Regions from separate parts of the Ovis aries genome. Here region 1 is linked to region 2. The links are chromatin contacts, called in public Hi-C maps. All regions are on one chromosome and are shown on one strand. Each heading gives the region's core, a stretch centred on a gene start, on an enhancer-like site or on the middle of the called end of the contact. The rest is flanking DNA. Distances are from core to core; before and after follow the strand shown.

Region 1 (6,441 bases), core at 2,778-5,277, 51 kb after region 2:
GCAAGAGAAAACCAAATAATAAATGAGCACAATGCCAGAGTCCCTAGCCCAGGCCTTTTATTTCGCCTCCAGATGGTTCAGCAGCTGAACAGCTACAAGGAATGTCTGGATGGCCCTCTTGGCTCAGCAGCTTTCCCTGAGTATCATAATAGATGCTTTTGGATCTGTGTTCAGACATAGCTGTTGGGGGTCCATAGCCCAGGCAGTGACCACTAAGTGACTAATTTAGTTATTTTATAACTAAAGTGATGAACATAGACCAGCTCTGCTTTGGCTAAGCTTTCAATTCATGCCTTTTGCTTTTACTGTTTGCCACTTCAGAGCCTCATGATACCAATGGTCAAACTAGAATGTTTCTTTTTCTTCACTCTTTTCTGCAAACACTTTAATTTGTTGCAAAGATTTCCATTTTGGACCAATTTCAGCATAAAATGACACAGTGACAAGAATAAATTTAAGTTTAGCAGAAGCTTAACAGAAAAGCAATGTGCCCCCATCCCCCATTTATGTGTTGATGTAGAATATTTCTGCCAAAAACTGCTGCTCATCAAACCTATTACTGTCAGAGAGTCTCCTCTCAGCTCCGATAGCACCTCACTTCTAGCTGGATACTAAAAGCATAAGAGTATCAGCAAGAATAAAATCGGAATGTAAAAATATAACACAAAAACTTAAATGTCACCACACAATGGAAAAAATCACATTAAATTTGAAAGAAAATAACAAACTTTGCTAACTACAATTTTAAAAATTTTAACTAAGGATATCCCACTAGCATTTATTCTAAAACATAACAGGCTTTAGTATTTTACTTTCCTGAAATGACGCAACAAACCCAAGCTTTTGTTAAACCTAACAGCTAGGTAGATTACCCCATCAAGTCTTAACTCAGGATGGCTGGAAGAATAAAATCATTAGCCTGGCACAGGGTAGCTTCAATAACCTGTAATTTCAGAAGTAGAAAACAGAGGTTCATGTTTGTTACTCTCCTAAAAGAGATAGCTTGTAACAACTTTCACTCCTTGAGCCACTTTTACTTAATTTAGAATGTCTGCAGCTCTGACTATGGCTCCCTGGAGTATAGCCTCAGTTTGTTCTTGTCTTCTCATATCTATAAACAATATTTTCCTAGCTTTGTTTTTTAAGTGAGCATTACATCATAAATAGTTTATAATTTTTCCATCTAAAAGCTTGAACAAATGGTTAATTGCTGATATGCACTGCGATAAAAAAGTGTCCTGATTTCAAATAAAGTTGCTCACTAGCATATTCCCATCTTTCAAATTTATTTTATTTGTGAATAGGACAAAAATATCTTCTTGCAAGCTTCAGTAAATCTCTCCACAAGCCCCTGCCCAACAGATGTAAGTTCAATAGCCAGAATTCAAACGACATAATTTATTGGCTTACAAATGAATTGACATCTGTAAAAATAAACCTCCTGAAAAGGCTTCAGGCTGTTTGAATCATTCTAAAATGCTCTAAATATGCCAACCCTCTATCAATATAAGACTGATAAAATGTATTTTCATTATCAACGTAAAACAGAAGCATCAAGATTGGTGAAATGTTAGTTTAGAAAGTCATTTGCAGTGACATTTAAAACAATTTATTTGAACAACATTTGACTTATAATAAAAATGTTGCCTATTAAGACTGGCTGTTCAAAATTCATTGGAGCCCTATTCTCCGCCTCTGTGACAGTTAACATCTTTTGATATTAAGGCTCATCACATATCTAAAATGAAAGAAGAACAAGAAAAAAGACACCCATGGCATTCTGAGCAAGGGCCTATAAAAATGACTGATTCTGACATTTGACTGCAAAGACCATGCCTGTAATGGCCCCCTATAAAGCCTCTTCCTGCCTTGGCAATACCTTTGCTGATGTCCAACCTATCTGGAACATCTGTAAACTCCTACCCTTTATCTACACTGCAATTCAGAATGCTTTCCTCTAAGGAATCACTAGAAACCAGCTGAAAATAAACAAATCTGCCAAGAAACTCCCCAGCAGTTCACTTCACCTCTCTGAGGACACTGACAACAGCTGAGGAGGCCACAATAAACGGTTTTGTCAGCCAGCCTGTCATGTCACTGTTACAAACAGTCTGGGAATTTTCACAGCCCTCTTCAACTCCAGAGCAAAACCTGCCAGTATTTCAGGTCAATTACCAACACGCTAGCCACCAAAGAAGACTCAAAATTAAACTGACACTGAAACAAACAAACACGTCCTTGCAGACTGTCAAGCCTCAGGAAACAAGTAAACATATAAACTTATGTTAATATATTTTAGGGGTCTGGATTGAGAACCCTCCCTGGTTTCAGAAGCTTAGCCTGAGTGCCTCTGTGGACTTTATTGGGATTCTAATCCTAAAAAAGCTATCACCTCAGTCACAACAGACAGTGACGGTGATTCATTTTGATTTCACAAATCCAGGAGTTAATTTCTATGACAAGCTTATGTCTGGAGTCCCTCAACACCAGGAAGGGATCTGCCCCAGTCAAGTAAAGATCACATAATAGCTAAGCTGTCTTGAAACAAGGTACACAGTAGCACAATCTTTCCAGCTCCCAATTCATTTACACTTAAGCTTTGGTTTGTCAGGGTTGAGGCTGGGAAATCGCCCCTTCCTATCTCTGTCTCTTTCAACTTCACAGAAAGAGCTTTCAGCAGTAAACTGTCTCCACCAGGCTTGTCCTTTTGTCAGGGACCGGTTTGGTAGCTGCAGAACCCTGGAACCCTGGAAGCTTCTCCGGCTACGCTCCACACTTCATTCCGTGGGTCTGGCGGTCAAGGGGTTCAGGCAATAAACCGAGCGTCATTTTGTTCTCCCCGTTTTCTTAGCAGTCGCACGGGGAAGTCTTTCTCTATGCACTGATCACCCACACCTTCTAAAATTCCCACTTTACTAAACAGCTCTCCGCGACTCAGTCCAGACTAACACCTCGGGGTCCCCCAGGCAGGTTTCCCTTCAATTTCTCAGTCACAGTGCTGTCTGGGTGGCACAAGGCAACAGAACCACCACCCTTTCTGCTCCCTCCAGGATTCAAGTCCGGTCCTGGACCTGCACACAGTAGCCGCTTTCAGTCGGCGGTGCGGGCGGGGACCCTGCGGGGTGCGGAGGTGCCCAGCCCCGGCTGAGCTGCGGTGCCGGCGCAGGGCGAGGCGAGGGCGGAGCGCGGGTGCGCCGCCCAGGTGCCCCGCAACTCGTGATGCAGATGCGCCCCCGACCCGCCTGCCTATCGCTACCCCCGGACACCTCGGGCACCCCATTGTGTCTCGAAGCAGCAGCTCCCTCGGCCCCCGCCGTCCTCGCTTACCTTCTGTCGGCCTCTCCGTTGCGCTCGCACAGCCGGCCGCTGCCTCCAGTGCTCTGCAAAGCGGGGAGGGACGCTTTGTTAGGGCTCCAGAAGCCGGACAATACTTCGCAGCCGGCGCCGGGGTTCCGGGCGGGCGTCCTTCAAAAGGACGCGAATGGGGACCAGCGCGAGCGTCATTTCCATATGTAAGGGGCCGGCACTCACAAAAGCGCGGCTCCGGGGGACTGCGGCGCGCGTCCTCCCCGCCCGCCGACCCGCCCCCGCCGCCCGCGCTCCGGCCCCTCCTCAGCCTCCCACGCCGCCCCCTCCCGCCCGGTTCTCCGCTGACGCCCGGGTCCGAGCCGGCCGCCTGGCCACGCGCTCCCTCGCGGCCGACAGCCACCCCCCGGCCGCAGCCCTGGGGGAGGATCCCCAGCCCGTCCCGATGCCGGGGCTGCCCGGGCGCGCAGGGCCCCGCCGCCGGCGCGGGGGCAGCACGAGGCCTCCAAGCCCCCCCAGGCCGCGGGACCGGGGTCCCCGGGAGCCGGCTGCGCGCTCACCGCGCCCCGGAGCTCAGGCGCCCGGCGCCGCCGCGGGTGCCATGGCCGCGGGGCACTCGGGACGCGGAGGCGGCGGCGGCAGCTGGGCGGCCGCACCCAGCGCGCTCGGCTCCGGGCTCTGCCGCGGCCACCCGAAGCCTCGGGCGGCGGGGAGGAAGGGCCAGGCCCGCGCGGGGAGGAGGAGCCAGGGCGACGCCGGCCCGGGCGCGACTCCTCCTCCGCGGCCCGCGCAGCTGGGGCCCTGGGGGCGGAGCGCTGGGCGCCGCCCGGGCCCTCTCGGAGTCAGCCCCCCACCCTCCTCCCCCGGGACCGCTCCTCGTGCGGCCGAAGCCGGGAGCAGCTCGGTCCCGATCGCTGGGGCGGTCGCCGCGGAGATGTGAACTCGGAAAGTCCGGGGAGGGGGAGGGTGTGGGGGAGGTCGGCGACCTGAAGTCGACCCTCTGCCCCTTCCTTCCTTCCGGAAACTCGTGCACACACCCCTCCGTGCCGAGCACGCCCGGCCAGCAAAGTCTCCGGGTCGGGGAAAGGGCCCGCCTCCAGCCCGTGGGACCGTGAGATGGGGATTCAGGTGCCTCTTTTGCCCCAGGCGGCCTTGGATCTCTCGGCCCTCGAGCGCCCATTGGCGGTCATTGGAAGAGGGTCCCCGGAGGCTGAAGAGCTCCAGGCTTGACCCTGAACCCTATCCAGTGAGTGCGACCCTTCTACCAGTCCAGACTGGCTTCCGCACCTGCCCACCATGTCCTTCTGTGGCTACATCCAGCCCTCTGCCACTAGCCACACCGGAGGGAAACTCCTTGGAGTCGGAAATCCTCAGGCCTGTGACTGCGCGGTATTTACCCCCTCCTCCCTCCTCCCCTTACTCCACCGGGTCCCCCAGAGTCTCAGCTTCTCACTTCCCGCGTCTCTACACTTCTGATCTGGAGGCAGACCCGACTCTGGGCCGTGGGCCGGAGGTGACACCGCTTTTCTCTCAGGGCTGCAGAGTTCAATGCGTTGCTCTTGAAGAAGGAGCCGCCTGATTTAGCATAACCCACCAGCTTAGTTATTTCAGCTGGAAACTAGAGAATGTTCCCTTGCTACTGAAGGAACAAGGGGTAGACAGGAAGAAACTAGCATTTTCTGAGAATCCAGTCTGCTGGAAACTTGACAGGAATGATTTTATCGAATCCTCACAGCACCTTTAGGAGCCAAATCTTATTCCATCCATTTGCAAATGAGGGAACCAGGCCTCAGAGAAGTTAAGGAGCTTGCTCAGGACCACACAGCTAGTTGGCACAGCTAGGCTTCAGAACCAGATCACATTTGTGACAAAATTGCACAGAACTAAATATTCACTCACAGGAAGAAGTGAGCATAAAACTGGTGGCATTTGAATAAAGCCCTAGGATTGTTTGGATGTCATTTTGCAGGTTGTGACATTATATTACAATTATGCAAAATGTTATCTTTGGGGAGAATTGGGGAAAAGGTCTATAAGGAACCTCTCTGTATTATTTCTTACAACTCAATATGAATTGACAGGTAACTGAAAATAAAGTTTGGGGTTTGTTTGTTTTATGCAGATCAGCTTCATTTTATAAACCAAATGCTATTCCCTCAACACATGGAACTGGAGAATAAGAAAAAGGAGAGGTTCATGCTCCTCTCTCCCCACTCTTTAATAGTCTTGTGCAAACATGCACGCACACACGCACACACACACACACACACTCACACACTCATCTACTTTATGCATGGCTGTTCAGTCCAGTAATAATTATACAACATACATACGCACTGCCTGTTATGGGAGGACTAACCTGTTACCAGAATCCTTACATAAATGTCATGTTATAAATAAGAGAATATGTTCCCTGGGGACTAAAACAGCCAACAGTCCTAGAAGGTGAGAATAAAGAGTTTTTTGGTTTTTGGTTTTTTTCCCAGAATGAAATATGCCATTTGCAGCAACATGAATGGACCTAGGGATTATCATACTAAGTGAAGTAAGTCAGAAAGAGAAAGACAAATACCGTATAATATCATTTATATGTGGAACCTAAAATAAGACACAAATGAACATACCTGTGAAACAGAGACAACCTCACAGGCATAGAGAACAGACTAGTGGTTACGAAGGGGGAGGAGGGTGGATGAGGGAAGGAGTGGGAGATTGGGATTAACAGATGCAAACTAATATATATAGGATGGATACACAACAAGGTCCTAAGTATAGCACATGAACTATATTAAATATCCTGTGATAAACCATAATGAAAAAGAATATATATATACATATGTAACATATATGTGTGTATGTATAACTGAATCTCTTTGCTCTACAGCAGAACTTAACATTGTAAATCAACTATGCGATAAAACAAGATTTTTTAAAGTTTTTTTTTTCCTTGTTTCATCTAGTTTCTGCCATGAGAGTCTCACCATACAAGTTCTCTCCCCAGGCATCACTTTTTTTTTTTTTTTCCAGGCCCCACTTTTTAACTTGCAAGAATCCTTAAGGATGAGATTGTCATTCATTTCCAGCAGTGATTCTTGGGGTTGAGGAGATGTCCCCTATGGAGAAAACTCAGAATTG
Region 2 (6,698 bases), core at 3,375-5,874:
ATATTTATTTCATAAGTCTGGACTATTGCTAGGATTCCTGTCATCTCCTAATTGTTGATTTTATCCCTCAGCTAAGTCCTTGTGGCATTTCTTTTATCTTGAATGCTTTTTTTTTCCCAATTCATATCCAATGGGAAACATCTGTCTCTATTCTTGTTTTTCTACCACTTCCTCTGGAGAGGATTCCAAAACAAAACCATTTTAAAGGGTGAAAATCTTTGGAAGACGTGACAGCTCCCATAGAGAATCACACGAAGAAACAGATGGAAAGATATTTGGGGCAAAATTCGGAGGTTGCCAAGCTCCCTTAGATTCTCTGTCTCATTTTTATCAAACAAAAGAACACTTTCTTAGAGGACTAGGCTTTCAGGACTGTCAAGCCAGAAGTCACAGTAAAATCCAGCAGTGATGACTTAAGTTAACCAGCGTATTTTGCCTTTAACATTGGAACATTCCAACATATTTGCCTTTAACACTTTGCTCCCCATCGTTAGCCCTGTGACCTTGGCCAAATCAATGTACAGCTTCTCGACTGCCTAAACACCCATCACCTGATCCATTCCAAGTGGTGGAGTAAGCGAGTCCTGCCAGTTATTAGACATGGGGGTGTGGCAAGTGGTGAGTAAATGACTGTGGATTCAGAAGAGGATGGATGGACTGGGTTGGCCTGATAAGAATGCAAGTCAGTGGGCAACTGGGACACACCCTGCAGCCTATGCAGGAGCTAAACCTAGAACCCTGAGGACATTCTTCCTCTCTATCACCAGCCAGGTCTTTGGATGGCTGATTTCCCAATGTGTAAGTTGGGAAATAGCCAGAGGGGCCAGGAAGGTGATATAAATGAATGAGGCAGCATGGTCTTAAGACATTTAAAAGGCTACAGTCCTGATGAGATGGATGAAACTGGAGCCGATTATATAGAGTGAAGTAAGCCAGAAAGAAAAACACCAATACAGTATACTAACACATATATATGGAATTTAGAAAGATGGCAATGACGACCCTGTATGCAAGACAGGAAAAAGACACAGCTGTGTATAACGGACTTTTGGTCTCAGGGGGAGAGGGAGAGGGTGGGATGATTTGGGAGAATGACATTCTAACATGTATACTATCATGTAAGAATTGAATCGCCAGTCTATGTCTGACGCAGGATACAGCATGCTTGGGGCTGGTGCATGGGGATGACCCACAGAGATGTTATGGGGAGGGAGGTGGGAGGGGGGTTCATGTTTGGGAACACATGTAAGAATTAAATATTTTAAAATTAAAAAAATAAAAAACCAAAAAAAAAAAAAAAAAAAAGGCTACTTGGAAGCCTTTTAAAGCAGTGAACGGAACATTTGAGTGCATGCCCTGTCCAGAGGGGCTAGCCATTTCTCATTACCAGAAAAATGGAGACAAATCTTCTGATTTTCAGAAAAAATCTCCGATTTTAAAAAGTATAGCAAATAGTTCAATTTTTAAACATTGTGTAGGTCACCTGGCCTTTGGGTCATATCTGGCCTCTAGACTTCCCAGGTGGCTCAGTGGTAGAGAATCCTCTTGCCAAGCAGAAGACCCAGGTTTGATCCCTAGAGAAGGAAATGGCAACCCACTCCAGTATTCTTGCCTGGAAATCCCCCAGACAGAGGAGCCTGGTGGGCTGCAGTTCACGGGGCTGCATGAGTCAGGCATGACTTGGCAACTAAACAACAAGGGTGATGGTTCGTCTTCACTGCCCTACAGCCATGTTGGCTTCTAGAAGGCAGGGCACTAGCTTCAGCTATAAGACAGTCAATCCAGTTTCCCTTCATGCTGATGGCAACATGCAGCAGTGACCTCTTTCTTTATCTATAAAATGTGGGGTGACTAAATCTAAAATTGCTTTCAGTTGTAAAATTCTAGGATTCCAAGCTGTGTGTTAGTGAGATCATCATGAACTTTCAGCTCCGCTGTGGTCTAGAGCTAATAATACAAAAGCACTATAGTATTTCATGATTTTGGCAGGGAGGAAAAACACTAAATAAAAGCTACATTCAATTAGCAATCCTTCACTCATCCTCACAGCAGAGGAGAATAAATGTGCTGCTTCTTTTCCTGGATTCTGGAAACTCCACCACAGAAGAAAATGCAACTCCCCATAAACAGCTACAGTTTATTCCAAGATTTGTTCTTAGATAAATAATCCAAGTTTGTGCAATATTCCTTGGCAAAAACAACCCAAGGTTCTGTACACTGCACTGGTTTATAATTTAAGAGGACGAATTTAATTTTATGACTCAACAGTCACCACTGATAAATAAATGACTCTGGAGCCATTAAAAGGTAGTCAGAGAGTGTGCAATGGTCACATACACATGGGAGGAGGAGGTGGAACTTTTCTGCAAGCTAGGCTACTTGGAAGCTTTTGATAATAAATCTCATTCTGGTTTAGGAAAATAATACCACTTCTCCTCTGAGCAAGCAGATAACATGGTTTTGAATATCATTATAATCAAAGTTTCCCAAAGCTTGTACAACTGTAGCCCTAACCTCTAACTCCCTTCGATCCTTATTTTCAACTCTTTGAAAGACGTGTCTTGGAATTAATTACAATCTTTTGTTTCATGGCTGTTCATGCACCCGGTCCTGCCACCCCTCTTAATTTTTTAGAAAATGTGAAGTTGAGAATTTTACCAAGCAAGAGCATCGTGGGGGCTTCTTCAAGACTCTTTTGTTGTACGTTTTTAAAACCACCAACGTACCCTTTTCCATTTCCTCATGACCCAGATTATTGTGATGACTCCTGGCTGGTGTCCTAATCTATGGCTCTCTTTACACCAATATACCCCATAAAAGAAGTTCAGACCAGCCTTAGCAAGTAAGTTTTTCCAATGTATTATGTAATCTGCTAAAGAACTCTGGGGTGATATGGAGATTCTCTCTCCAAAGACTAAACTCATCAGCCTGGCCTTCAAAGTATTCCCGCAACTCAACCCTCCTGAACTCTCTGCCTTGTCCTGCCTCCACACCTTTCTCACCTCTGACTCTGTGAATGCCACACCTACAAACAGACTGACATCATGGCTACCCTGAGCTGGGGTCTGATAATGATGTGGGGTAACATGCTTAGCACAGTGAGGCACACACAGTTTGGGTTCAGTAATTATCAGCTATCGTCGGTTCTTTTTTTCCCATGACAAACATGAGGTCTTCAGAGACAGAAACTTGATGGCTGACTTGCCAGGGAAAAAAGAGAATGGAGTCTCTGTAACTTTCGGCAGGAAACCAAAACATGGCTGTCTCCAGCTTGTGGCCAGGTTAGCTTGTATCACGATTACTATCCCTGAATAAAAATACAACGCAACGCTCACCTCTCCATCGACATTCTGCAAACCATACTGCTCGCAGATGGAGACCAGCTTCTTTCGGTTTAGGTGACCATCACGAGTGATCCCCAAATCTTCACAAACCTCCTGCAGTTTCTCTTCTATCCAGTCTTGGGGAGCCAAAGACCCACTCTGTGAGGCTTTCAAGTCATCTGGGTTCCAAAATCTTAACTGGCCTAAAATAAAAGCATATATTATATTGTCCCTAAAAGAACTGCACAGAGAGAGCACCTATACTCAAAGAAAAATGTGCTTTTTGAAAATAAATGCTCTAAAAAAGAGATCACCAAGTGTTGATTTGATCCAGAAGTTCAAATGAAGTAGAACCATTGGTTCTTAGGCTGCAATGAAGGCCAACAGGCACTCTTTTGTTCACTGGCAGTTATACCCCTATAAGAAATATTCCGGTGCAGTCATGTCAAGGTTCTAGGTTTGTTCTATTTCAAAGAAAAATGTGCACAGGCTTAGGCTTTGGTGTGACTGAAAGAGAAGGCTGGTTGAGAGCCATTCTAAAGAGCTTTATACATCCTACCTCAACTATAGCTACCGGACTTTATTATCTCTACTCTCTTTCTAGTCTAAGCACTGTTTTACTGAAAAGGAAATAATTTCATGGTAAATATCATTAAGTAATGATAACAGTCTCAAGAGTAGCCTGTTTCTAAATCTTTACACATGACTATTCTAAGCAACCTAACTTAAAAAAATCAATGGTTGCAAGTCATTATCTGTGCATTAAGGAGAGTGGATTCCCTGGTGGCTCAGTGGGTAACAAATCTGCCTGCAATGCACGAGACCTGGGTTTGATCCTTGGCTCAAGAAGATCTCCTGGAGAAGAGAATGGCTGCCCACTCCAGTATTCTAACCTGGAGAATTTCATGAACAGAGGAGCCTGGTGGGCTTCCATGGGGTCGCAAAGAGTCAGACACAATTGAGTGACTAAGCACATATTAAGGATAAGTTCTATTTGAGGATACAAGGATCAGCCTACTTATTTAAAAATAAATACTTTTTCTCTATGAAAAGTTCCCACTTCTAGTTAAGATTTCTACTTTCACATTAGAGATTCTGTCATTACTTAAACATGAGCTAATTATTGGCATGATACTGTGTGTCTCCAAGAAACTTGGAGGTTGAGAAGAGTATTTAGTGCTACCCTTAATATTTATTAAGGACATTAAGCCCATTACTGCTGTGTCTTTACAGGTTGGAGACCTAGAGAATTTGTAATTACACCGAAGTACAGCTAATCCACGGTAGGCTGTGAAGTGGGTAGAGATCTGTCAGCTGAACCACAGTGCCATCTGCTGGTGAGGAGATCACCATGAAACCTGTCGAGGGATGCATTTAATCAGTAAATCATTTAGGATGGTTTATAGATTACTGTGAAAGTCTATGTAAGACAGTAATTAACTCATAAGTGAAATTCCACATCTCAGTTGCCATATCTTGCATGATGTTAAGTCCAATGACTTAAAACTATGAGGTATCAATTGGGAGTGAATTTTTTTGTGGCTGCTGTACTTCAGGTTGCTTCTTAGCTGGCCTCCAGCAGGTAGGGCTATAGGAAGATGGGAAGGGGTTGTGGAGAACGCCCTGTGAATGCAGCCCTTCCCTCCCAGGCCGGCCCGGCACACCCTCAGTTCCTACCTTCTGCTTCATACTCCTCACTGCGCTGCGCCTTCCAGTGCTAGGGGAGGCAAGAGGAGGAGGTTAGTGTGCTTCAGAACCAAGCCTGCTCTTCCAAGACCAGATCACTCTCTGGCTCTGATGTCATCATCTGAGTAAGTCACATGATTCAGGACCCGCTAGCATTTATCCAGGCAGGCTCTCCTCAATCAGCGAGCCAGCAGAGAGCAGGTGAGTAAGAAATACCACGCAGCCTTCTGCAGCATCTCACCAAGGATTTGCCCTGTGAGCTGATGTCACTTATTCAATAGCAAAACCTAGCACAGCCAATAAAATCAGGCCAAAGCCAATATTCAGAATCCACCACCTGAGAAGAGTTTATACACATGCGTTTATGAGTTTGTTCTTCAGTAAATGTTTAGTAAGTGTGAGGTATCATGCTACATCGTTGGAAAACAACCATGAACAGGACAAGCACAGTTCTTCTCTCATGAGGTTTATATGCTGACAAAGTCGGGCAGACAAGAAAACAGAAACAATACTGTAGTGTATTAAGTGCTGTTATGGAGGAGTTCAAGAATGGGTACCTAATTAGGGTATCCATCAGCCTCGGAAGTTCAGGGTAGACTTCCTGAAAGAAGCAAGCTCTGACTGAGACTTGAGGGGTAAGCTGGAGATAGCCAAGTGGAAAGATAGGAGCAGACTGTTTGCTGACCCATGAGACAAGAATGAGACAGGTGTGTTTGTGGCACAATGAGGAGACAGAGGTGCAGCCCCAAACAAGTAGGCTAGAAAGCTCAAGTTAAAATGTACATTATCAGTGAATTACTACATTAAAAACAGTGAAACTGATCTGCACTGGATCATTTTGCCCCTTATCATGCTATGTTCTACTGAGTCTTTTCCAAGTCACAGCATACAGGTGTAGTTTGTATATTGCACAAAAGCACCCAGCCCAGGGCACCCGTCAGAATCAAAATTCAGCCCTCGCTCCATGAGCCAAGCATGGCACAAATCTGCTTCCAACCAGTGGCCGTGAGTAGGTACACAGTGATCTTTGACCTCATCAGCAAGGTTCCTAATTACTCTTGTTAGGAGGTTCTACAACCACCGCAGTCAGGTAACCCTGTTAAGAAAAGTGTATCCCCCTTTTAAAACCTCCTGCTGTCTCAGCAAAGATCCAGCTTTATGAATGAAGAAGCTACCTTTGATAACTGATGCAAAGAGAAGACTCATTGGAAAAGACTCTGATGCTAGGAAAGACTGAAGGCAAAAGGAGAAGGGTGCAGCAGAGAATGAGATGATTAGACAGCATCACCAACTCAATGGACATGAATTTGCGCAAACTCCATAGTGGAGGACAGAGGAACCTGGCGTGCTGCAGTCCCTGAGGTCGCAAAGAGTCAGACACGACTTAGTGACTGAACAGCCTTTGACAACACATAAATAACCAGTCCACTCTCCTTGGTGGCCGAACTGTGCAAGGGGAACTTTTTTCTTAGATTCTTGAAATGAACTCAACAGGGAAACAAACCTAATTAACTCTCATCTCCAGAGCTTGGATCCCTCATGGCAGACAGTGCACAATCTAAAATTCTTCAGTTAAACGTTGATTTCTTTTAGTAACTTGTTCAAGTTGATACGAGTTGAAGTTCCTACAGCTAACCTAGGCACATCTATTTTGTTCCTCTCTTCTTAATTGAAGGATAACCATCTACC

Evidence for each region. A called contact is a pair of places that touch in the nucleus more often than the background predicts.
Region 1: a contact with region 2 is called in a Hi-C map of blood, with 2.4 times the contacts expected there. The contact joins the promoter of NIN here to the enhancer-like site in region 2. A contact is called at or near these places in 2 of 16 Hi-C or Micro-C datasets (both in blood).

The regions. Positions count from the first base shown.
Region 1 is chr7:41,928,412-41,934,852 of ARS-UI_Ramb_v3.0, forward strand. NIN (ninein) reads right to left here and starts at 4,028. Exons shown (of 32, transcript XM_042252313.2): 1 at 3,867-4,028; 2 at 3,328-3,380.
Region 2 is chr7:41,877,282-41,883,979 of ARS-UI_Ramb_v3.0, forward strand. NIN (ninein) reads right to left here. Exons shown (of 32, transcript XM_042252313.2): 7 at 5,001-5,040; 8 at 3,336-3,526. Among named protein-coding and RNA genes, the nearest start is that of NIN, 52 kb to the right of the region's middle. Within about 2 kb of position 4,625, at least 8 of the 54 cell types and tissues checked have an H3K27ac peak or open chromatin away from gene starts, as enhancers often do.